2 separate regions of the Mus musculus genome follow, and region 1 is linked to region 2. A link is a contact called in public HiChIP or PLAC-seq data. All regions are on one chromosome and are shown on one strand. Each heading gives the region's core, a stretch centred on a gene start, on an enhancer-like site or on the middle of the called end of the contact. The rest is flanking DNA. Distances are from core to core; before and after follow the strand shown.

The links. HiChIP or PLAC-seq counts read pairs in DNA pulled down with a chosen protein or histone mark.
Region 1: an H3K27ac HiChIP or PLAC-seq map of extraembryonic endoderm stem cells shows a contact between it and region 2. The contact joins the enhancer-like site here to the promoter of Cobll1 in region 2. A contact is called at or near these places in 1 of 39 promoter capture datasets (liver), 1 of 15 datasets of contacts at CTCF or cohesin (the NIH/3T3 cell line), 40 of 484 Hi-C or Micro-C datasets (the AML12 cell line, CD4 T cells, CD8 T cells and 28 more), 14 of 115 datasets of contacts at active chromatin or transcription factors (the 230-238 cell line, CD8 T cells, cardiomyocytes and 9 more) and 3 of 9 other capture datasets (adipose tissue, liver and pancreatic islet).

What each region holds. Positions count from the first base shown.
Region 1 is chr2:65,159,192-65,163,509 of GRCm38.p6, reverse strand. All of the region lies in intron 1 of Cobll1 (Cobl-like 1), which reads left to right. Among named protein-coding and RNA genes, the nearest start is that of Gm13594, 72 kb to the left of the region's middle. Within about 2 kb of position 1,644, at least 21 of the 459 cell types and tissues checked have an H3K27ac peak or open chromatin away from gene starts, as enhancers often do. A contact at or near this core is called in the N1E-115 cell line, Th1 cells, extraembryonic endoderm stem cells and 1 more, where this site is marked.
Region 2 is chr2:65,237,426-65,241,302 of GRCm38.p6, reverse strand. It overlaps Cobll1 (Cobl-like 1), which reads left to right and starts at 2,512. Exons shown (of 14, transcript NM_177025.6): 1 at 2,512-2,940. The coding sequence starts at 2,864. It overlaps Gm13594 (a long non-coding RNA gene), which reads right to left. Exons shown (of 2, transcript XR_001783320.2): 1 at 3,221-3,877; 2 at 1,107-1,797.

The DNA of each region.
Region 1 (4,318 bases), core at 395-2,894, 77 kb after region 2:
CAACACTCCCTCCAGCCATGATTCTTATTGCACTTTAAATAATACTTACTTTGTTAGTGTATGTGTGTTCATGTATACATTCCCACTGTGAGGCAGTTGGAGGAGGACTTGGTGGAGGTGGTTCCCTCTTTACATGTGTTCTGGGAATTCAAGTCACGTGTTAGGCTCATATAGCAAATGGCCTTTACCCACTGATCCAACTTGCCTACCTACCCGACTTACTCTGTCTTTCTAGAACCGAGTTTTAGGTACTCCCTGACTTTCCGTATACATCATACAAGGCAGCAAACACAAGAGATGAAGACCTTATTTAGTTTACCTATGTTAAACCTTGGGAGTTTGGCATTCATTTGTGGTCATAGTACATTCTGTAAGCCTTGGGACAAATTTCTTCCATTTCTATAAACCATACTTAAAGTATAATGAAAACTGCCTCATAAGATTAAATGAAAAAAAAATTTTAAATGTCTGCATAAGGCTTAGCGGTAGATATCCATGGACTGTACTCTTTTCTCCTCTGCTGCTTGGCCTTGGTGGGCCATGGTTTGGTTTTATTCTGTACGACTCTCTTGAGCTCCCAAAGGAGTGCTATGCTATAGCTGTTGAGAGCCCTAGCATGGGAACCAGCCAACTTGGGATTAAAACTCTGCTCTGTCCTGACTAGCCAGGTGCCTTTAGGCAGCCTCCCCAACCTTCCCGCGTAGGAGTTCCTTCAGTAGTACTTAACCTCATGGTGTTATGAAGACGTGTTACTGCACATCTGGAAACACTGAAGACGGTTCTTTGTGCTGTATAACTTTATGTCAGCTCATCACAAGATAGAGTCACTGGAGACTAGTGAGCTTCAGTTGAGAAAATGCCTGAATAAAGATCAGGCTGTAGGCAGGCCTGCAGAGCATTTATATAATTAGTGATTGATGGAGGAGGTGAGCAGGTAGCCCTGGGTTCTACAAGAGAGTAGGCTGAGCATGCTATGAGGAACAAGACAGTGAGCAGTAACCCTTCTTGCCTTCTGCATCAGGTTCTGGTTTCTAACCTGTTTGCATTCCTGTCCTAACTTCCTTTAATGATGAACAGTGATATGGAAGTGTTTTTTGGTCATGGTGTTTCATTGTAGAACTAGAAACCCTAATTAAGACCATCTTTTTCCCCTCCTCCTCTGGCATCATTGTCTTCATAGTCTTCTTCCTAACTTTGTTGTCATTGTCTTCCTCCTCCTCTTTAAATTGAGACAAAGTCTTGCTACGTTATCTGGACCATTGTCAAATGTCTGCATCAGCCTCCTGGACCACCATATCTGGCTAAGATAATTTCTAACACATTCAAGTGTTTCTTCTTGAGGATGTTGGATAACACTATTTTGTTTCATACGTCCTTTATTGGAATTTGTTGTTGGACGTAGATGATGGTTGGGTAGGTGCTTTGCTTGCTTTGGTGTAGAGAATACCCATTGTTTTTGTATTTGCTTTGTAGTGCCAAATGTCAGGAAAGGATGAGTCACAGCCTTGAAAGAGGATGGAGAACACAGAATTAGATTATTCCTTTTTGATACCAATCATGATTCTCATTGGGTAGTCAAGGGACACTATAGCCGAGACATTTCTAGTCTGACTCATAGATCTTTGATGTTGCCTTGGGTCAATTACTTGCCTGAGCAGAATGAGAGAAATTTCTACTCTTGATCTGTGTCACTCTGCATATAAGCCCTGCTTTGCCTAAGTAGTAGAAAATGTACAAACATTCTAAGGTGTGTGGTGTGTGTGTGTGTGTGTCTGCCTGCCTGCCTGCCTGTGTGTCTTTGGGCTTTGAGTGACCAATTCCGTTTGTGACAACTTGTGATGTGTTACAGAATACACTGCTCCAGGCAACCCACCCAAGTTTCTCTGGCAGTATGAAATGAATGCATCCCTCAGTTAAATCAGCAAATACAGATCGAATTCCCCTTCTGTGCCAGCCTAGTTTCTAGGGACTGGCACAAGAGAGAATGCGAGGGTCCAAGTCCCAACTTTCAGGGGGTGTTTATCTGAACACTAAACAGTGACCAACTACAGGCATGAGCAAGGTAATTTGTAGTAGTGATAGACAGGATGAGGTCAGTGTCCTGTTCTGAGAGGATATACTGGGTAGGACTGGGGTTGATATATCTTTTGAGAGGTCTGGGAATAGATCAATAAGAGTTTATTATTATATTGAATATGTATAGTAAGGGCTTCACTGTGACCTTTTATACACGTGTAAGGTATTTTGATCATCCTCTACCCTCTACACATCCCATTACTCTCCTCCCCTCCTTAATCCAAGGCCAGATGTGAAGGCACTGGGACTGTTTGAGAAAGCCAGTTACTGGTGTGCGTTACCTATGGAATAGTCACCAGGCACCATAGGAAAGCTCACACTTCCTATGTCAAGCTGCTCAGCTGTGGAAGGCTGTGGAGCGTGGGCCACCCTACCCCTGACATTGCTTATGTAGTTCTGGAGAAGGAATTTGCCTTTGTCAGCTTTCGGGTGCTGTTGCAGGTGTTCTGAAACAGAAGGAACACCTCCCGGGTGTGGGGGGGCCTCTAAAGGGAACAAAAGGACTCTGGAATTCATTATCAGTGCAAGGAAAACCATCGGAGGACCAGAGATATGTAAGGGGCTGATTGACATTTAGGAAGTGACCCTGACTGCTGTGAAGAGAATGGATTTCAAGGGAGAGGAGAGACAGCAGAAGACAGGAGGTAATGAGAGCCTTATCAGCAGCAGGTGATGGCTGAGTTAGGCAGACGGTAGCTGAGGATCTGGAGCAAGCAGCACAGGTTCCTCGCTTTTAGACAAACTAGCCTATAGTGTTTGGTAATGAGTTGCCATTAGGTATAAGAGGCTGAGAAGACTCAAAATGGGCTGGGGAGTCTTGCTTGAGTTCACTGTAGGTTTAGTTTGAGTCACAGCATTAGGGGAAGTTTTATATAAGAATGGAGAGCTTTGGCAGGCGTGAAACAGTACTCAGCAGGGCTGAGATGGCCAAGCTCAGTGCTTGACTTAGACCTGGGACTGCCATTAGTGCTGTGGACGAGGGAGAGGTCAGCTGAGCCAGTGTGGACAGTCCTCTTGTGCTGCCTTTCCTTGCTGGTCAGCTCCACATTGAAAGTAACTCAGATGTGAAGTTAGTCTTGTTCTCTAGTGTCCATGATTCTCTCCTCAGAGCTCAGTGTTAAATCCACCATGGAACAAATTTTATTTAACTAAACCGTCTCTTCCCTCTTTACACCCACATGGAGAAATGACAACTTCAAGGAGTCAGTCCCCATTGTATTAGGAAGAGGCATAGTTGCAGGGCCCTAGAATCGCTGTCAGTTATTTGGAAGAAGGGGTTCACACCCACACTGGGAGAACTCATGCATCGTAACACTTTGTATTGGGAGGGTGGGAGTGCCATTGTATTTGAGTTTGGGTCTTGGACTGTGTGATTCAAAGGCTCTTCGGTCATATTTCCATGCCTTTGTCATTAATAGTGAAGCTAAGTCTGTAAGAATATTATATAGCATAATAAGGCAACGGTGATCACACATCAAGCAGAGAAGCTCGGGAAGGAGCAGCCCTTGCTCAGGCGCCATTTTCACCTTTTCTGTGAAATGAAGAGACTTTGGGTTTTAATTCCATTATTTTGCTAAGTCTCCATCTTTTATGGATATCAGTTCTGACCACAATGGAGTCATGATCATACTAGACACAGTAATTGAAGTGCTTAAAAATGATAAAAGGACAAGTGTTAGTTGTAGAATGCCAGTGGAAAATCAGAGTTAACTGAGGTTTTGGTATTTTAAGAATGTATCATTGGGGGAGGCTGGAGAGATAGTCCAGAAAACTGGGGTTCAATTCCCAGCATCCACAAGGCAGTTTATAAGTGTCTTTAACTCCAGTTGCAGCTGATCCAATACCCTCATACAGACATACATGCAAGCAAAACACCAATGCACATGAAGATGAAATTAAATACATATTTTTAAAAAATACATCATTGGATGTGGTGATTAGACTGGATTTAGAAGCACCTAAGAAAAATACTTGGGTGTGTCGGTGGTGATATTTCCAGAGAGGTTTAAGTGAGGAAGGAAGATCCACCCTGATCTTGGAGAGTACCATGCGAGAGGCTGGGATGCAGACCCCTGTGCTCATCTCTCTTCTTCACTCCTTGACTGTGGGCAGACACACTGTGACCATTGACCCCTGCTGCCACAGCTGGTACCCTTTATTACTGTGTCTTCACCATGATGGATCCTCAGATTTCAAGTCAAAATAAACCCTTTTTTTCTTAAGTCAATCCTCTTATTTATTT
Region 2 (3,877 bases), core at 1,263-3,762:
CCATTCCTGACCTGATGAGCAGATACCTCTAAGTCCCTAAAACTGGGAGCTGAAATCAGTCCCACTCCCCTGCTGTTGTGTGGTATTTTGATCACAGCAATGAAAAGCTAACTGAAACAGGTGCAGCAGCCGTTGTCCACCTAACAATCAAATCAGTTGAAGAGAGAAAGGGCTATTTCTATCCGTGCTATTATTCCAAAGTGATAATATCTGAGACAATCCCTGCATTGATGATGATTGGATGAAATTGGAGGGGAGATTTCCAAACAAGAAAATGGAGCAACATCTGGACAGACTTGGACAACTTTCAGAGGGACTGGGAAGGGGCTGTTTTCCAGCATTATGTTAAAAAAAAGGGGGGTTATTTAAAAACAATGATTACCATTGCCGATAAATTATGCAGTTACAAGATTACAGCATAGACAGTAATGTATAAGAATATGAAGTATAGTCTTGGTTCTGAAAGATGCTGAACAGTTTATTGACTTAATCTCAAAATAGATAATTAGTGCTTTGGGGGATTCTGCTGCAAACCCCGAGCCTCTCCAAGAAGAGGTGCTCAGGGTAATAGTGTAACATATTTAGGATCCTTCAACTTAGTGTCACCTCCATCTTGACCCATCTCTGCAGGATGACAAGAGTAGGTTACAGCAGGCTCAGCACTCTCCTTAACGTGATTCTACCAGGAAATGAAACATCTCACTTGTCAAGCAAGCCATTTGGGTAGGCTCAATTTCAGTGTGTGGAAAGTATGACCCTGCCCGGTGCCCAAGAACAAAAGGATGTAAGGGAAAAGTGGTGTCATGAAAATTGCACTCAGCAGTTACGAAATGTTGTAAAAATCTCTTAAAGATTAGCCTAACTGGAATCCATAATAGTACTAGGATGCCATAAATCAAGGTTGAAACTAATTAAGTGCTTGATCCTGTGATTCAAAGTTATAAACTTTAAGTAGTTTCAGTGTTCCTTGCTATTTACAGCCTGTCTATGCAACAGCTGTAAATCTGCTTATCCATTTACGGTCAGAAAGGATTCATGAACTTGTCAAACCAGTGTTATTATTTAAAGTCTAAAATCCAGATCCATTTCAAACAATTGCCTCGTTATTAGTCAAATTATTTAAAAGCAACTTTTAATGATAGAGTTCTAACACAGTCATCGCAGAAGTCACCACGATCTTCACCTCCATTTCATATTCAAAGATGTACTGAGACCATATTCACCACAAGGGAGAGGAAAGAGACAAAATCCAATTATGTGGAGTAGTAGTTAGTACTTTTGGTTCCAGAAATTATTGGTGGTGGTTGTAATGAATGAGCAACAAAGAACCTTTAATTAAGCACGGGTTATAAATACTAGTTTAATTTTAATGTGAACCAAAAATGTTAAGTCCTTTGTTATCCTACATCATGTTTTTATGCCTACAGATTTGCCACTTGAGGTATCCATTTATATATTTTTAATTTAGCATTATTTCCTGATGTTCGCTTTTGGACTCATCAATATGATTTACTTTAAAACAGTTGGCAAGGGTCTAAGGGTAAGGAGACAATATGCACCCGGTTGTCAGGTGGCACGTCTCCTCTGAGAAGAACTCTTGCAGGAACCGAAACTACAAACAAGCAAGCACTGTCTGAGATTCCTTTATTCCTGTGAAACTTCCAGGAGGCCACTAAATCTCTGCTGTTCTTTCTTAGCTTATAGACTGTCATCATGAGAACGTCCAGTCCTCAAATCCCAGCTGTTGGCTGTTTACATCAAGAGAGGCATGTCTGGGAAGACTGGACGAGCTTAAACCTGCCAGGGATTAAAAAGATCACAATGTCAGAGGTGCCTTTTAAGGGCTAGCAACCGTAGGGGTCAGTAAGGTTAAAAAGAAAATCCTGCACTTCGAAGGTCAGACTGCAGGTGGTCAATCAGCAGGACTCGGTCCATGAGCTCTCCTCACTTCCGCTACAGCTTGGGTCCTCCCTGGGGTTTTGCTGGCCAGGTAGCCTCCCTGTCCGCCCACTCTTCCTCTTGGGTTCGCGAGGCTTCCCAAAGCTACTCAGTGTCAGTGGGGACTAAAACGAGCAGCCTAGACGCTTCCTCTCCACCGGCCTCCCCCGCGGTACCTAAAAGCCGCGTGCTCCGCGGAGGGGTGCGGGGTGGGGTAGGAAATTCCTCCTCGCTCCACGTCCCCGCCCGCTCGCCCTACCCGTCCCCTCTCCGGCTGGCTGCTCTGCTCGCTCCGATGCTGACCTCGTCACCCTCACTTCTGCAGAGCGAGGTGGCCGAGGCGGCTGCGAGCTCGGGGCTCCCGGCAGGGCCATGGGGCAGGGTGAGTTGGGGCGCGGGCGCGGCGGCCGGGGGCCGGCCGCTTTCCGCCGCGCGCTCGCTCCGGGCGTCCGAGCTAGCCGTGCGGGGGAGGAGCGGAGCCTGGACGGGCCGGGTCCCCTAAAGCGGGCAGTGGCTTGGGAAGGCGGGGGCGCTGTGGTTCGCAGCTCCTCCGGAAAAGTTTGCACGGGATTCAGTTGGTGCGCAGCGGGCCGCTGGAGCCCAAGCACTGCGGGCGTGGCGACCGTCCCGCGCCCGGTCCGCTCCTCCTCCTCCTTCACAGCCCGGGCTGCCGCGCGCCGCCCCTTCGCCCGGGACTGGCTGCGGGCTGCGGCCGGGGCGGGGACCTGTAGCCGTCGTCGCGGCGCCCTCGGGCAGGGACCGACCGGCAGGTGGAAGCGCCCCGGGGAGGCGGGGCCGCCCCTGGCTGCCGTGGGTCGAGGCGGGCTCTTGGCCCGGCCGCTCCCGCCCTGACCCGCCGGCCTCTCCCACCCTAGCAGTGACGCGCCGCCTCCGAGCCCGAGCCCGCGCCGCGGCCAGCAGCGCGATGGACCGCAGCGTCCCGGATCCCCTACCCCGCAGCGCGCCCCGCACCCCCGCCATGCAGCCCGCGGGCTCCGCAGGGTAAGTAAGCCTCCCTCCCGGCCGCCGAGGCCTCGCGCGCTTCACCTGCCCGAGGCGAGCTCCCCGCGGGGCCGCCGGGCTCCCGGGCCGACCCACACGCGGGCGGGAGACTGCGTCCTCCCGGACGAGTCGGGGTGGGGGGTTCGGTACTTTGGGCAAGCTTTCCGATCGGGGTTACGGAAGGCCAGGCGAATGGCAGGCGTTGGGTGAGGAGTCCCGGAGCAAAAGTGGTAACAAAGGGCCCCTTGTTGGGGCTCTGTAGCGGCGGGGGGGACGACACCTGTAAGCGCGCTCCGGGAAAGGAAGGAAAAGTTTCCACAGCCAAGCGCTCCAGCCCAGGAGGATGGTTTCTGTCAAGGTGACTGCAAGGAAGGGGCTTCCTGAAAGTCCACGGAGGGCGCAGCAAGGTGTGCCAGCTGTCAGCCCGGCTTGACAGTTCCGGGAGCAGGCGGGGTGCTCGCCTCTGACTGGGGGTGTGTGTGTGTATGTGCTTCTGGCCAATTGGTGATGCCAAAGCCGAGTGCGAAGTCAGTCGCATTGGCAAACACCTATACTTTTTTTTTTTTTTTTTTACCGTCACGTGTTTGAGGAGCGATTGGAAGGGAAGGGGCTGTCACATGGTGAGTTAATATTAAATGAAGCATGCCTTCCTGCCAAATATGCTAAACATCACTCTGTTAAACGTTTGGGTAAACAGTGGTGGGAACAGGTAGTCCTGCAAGGGCCAAGGAGAACTTGAGAATAACCTTTGTCGTAGTAAATGGTCAAGCTACACAACCCTGTCCTAGGTGAGACCGCCTCACTGCTGTCATGTAGCCTCTTTGCCATAAAGCACCCCCAGTTTCTCTTTTTCTTTGTTAATCAGAACCTAGAAATGCCTTAAGCAGAGTATGAAAATTCCGGAAATTGGAACATTAAGGAACAGGCGACTTTGTAA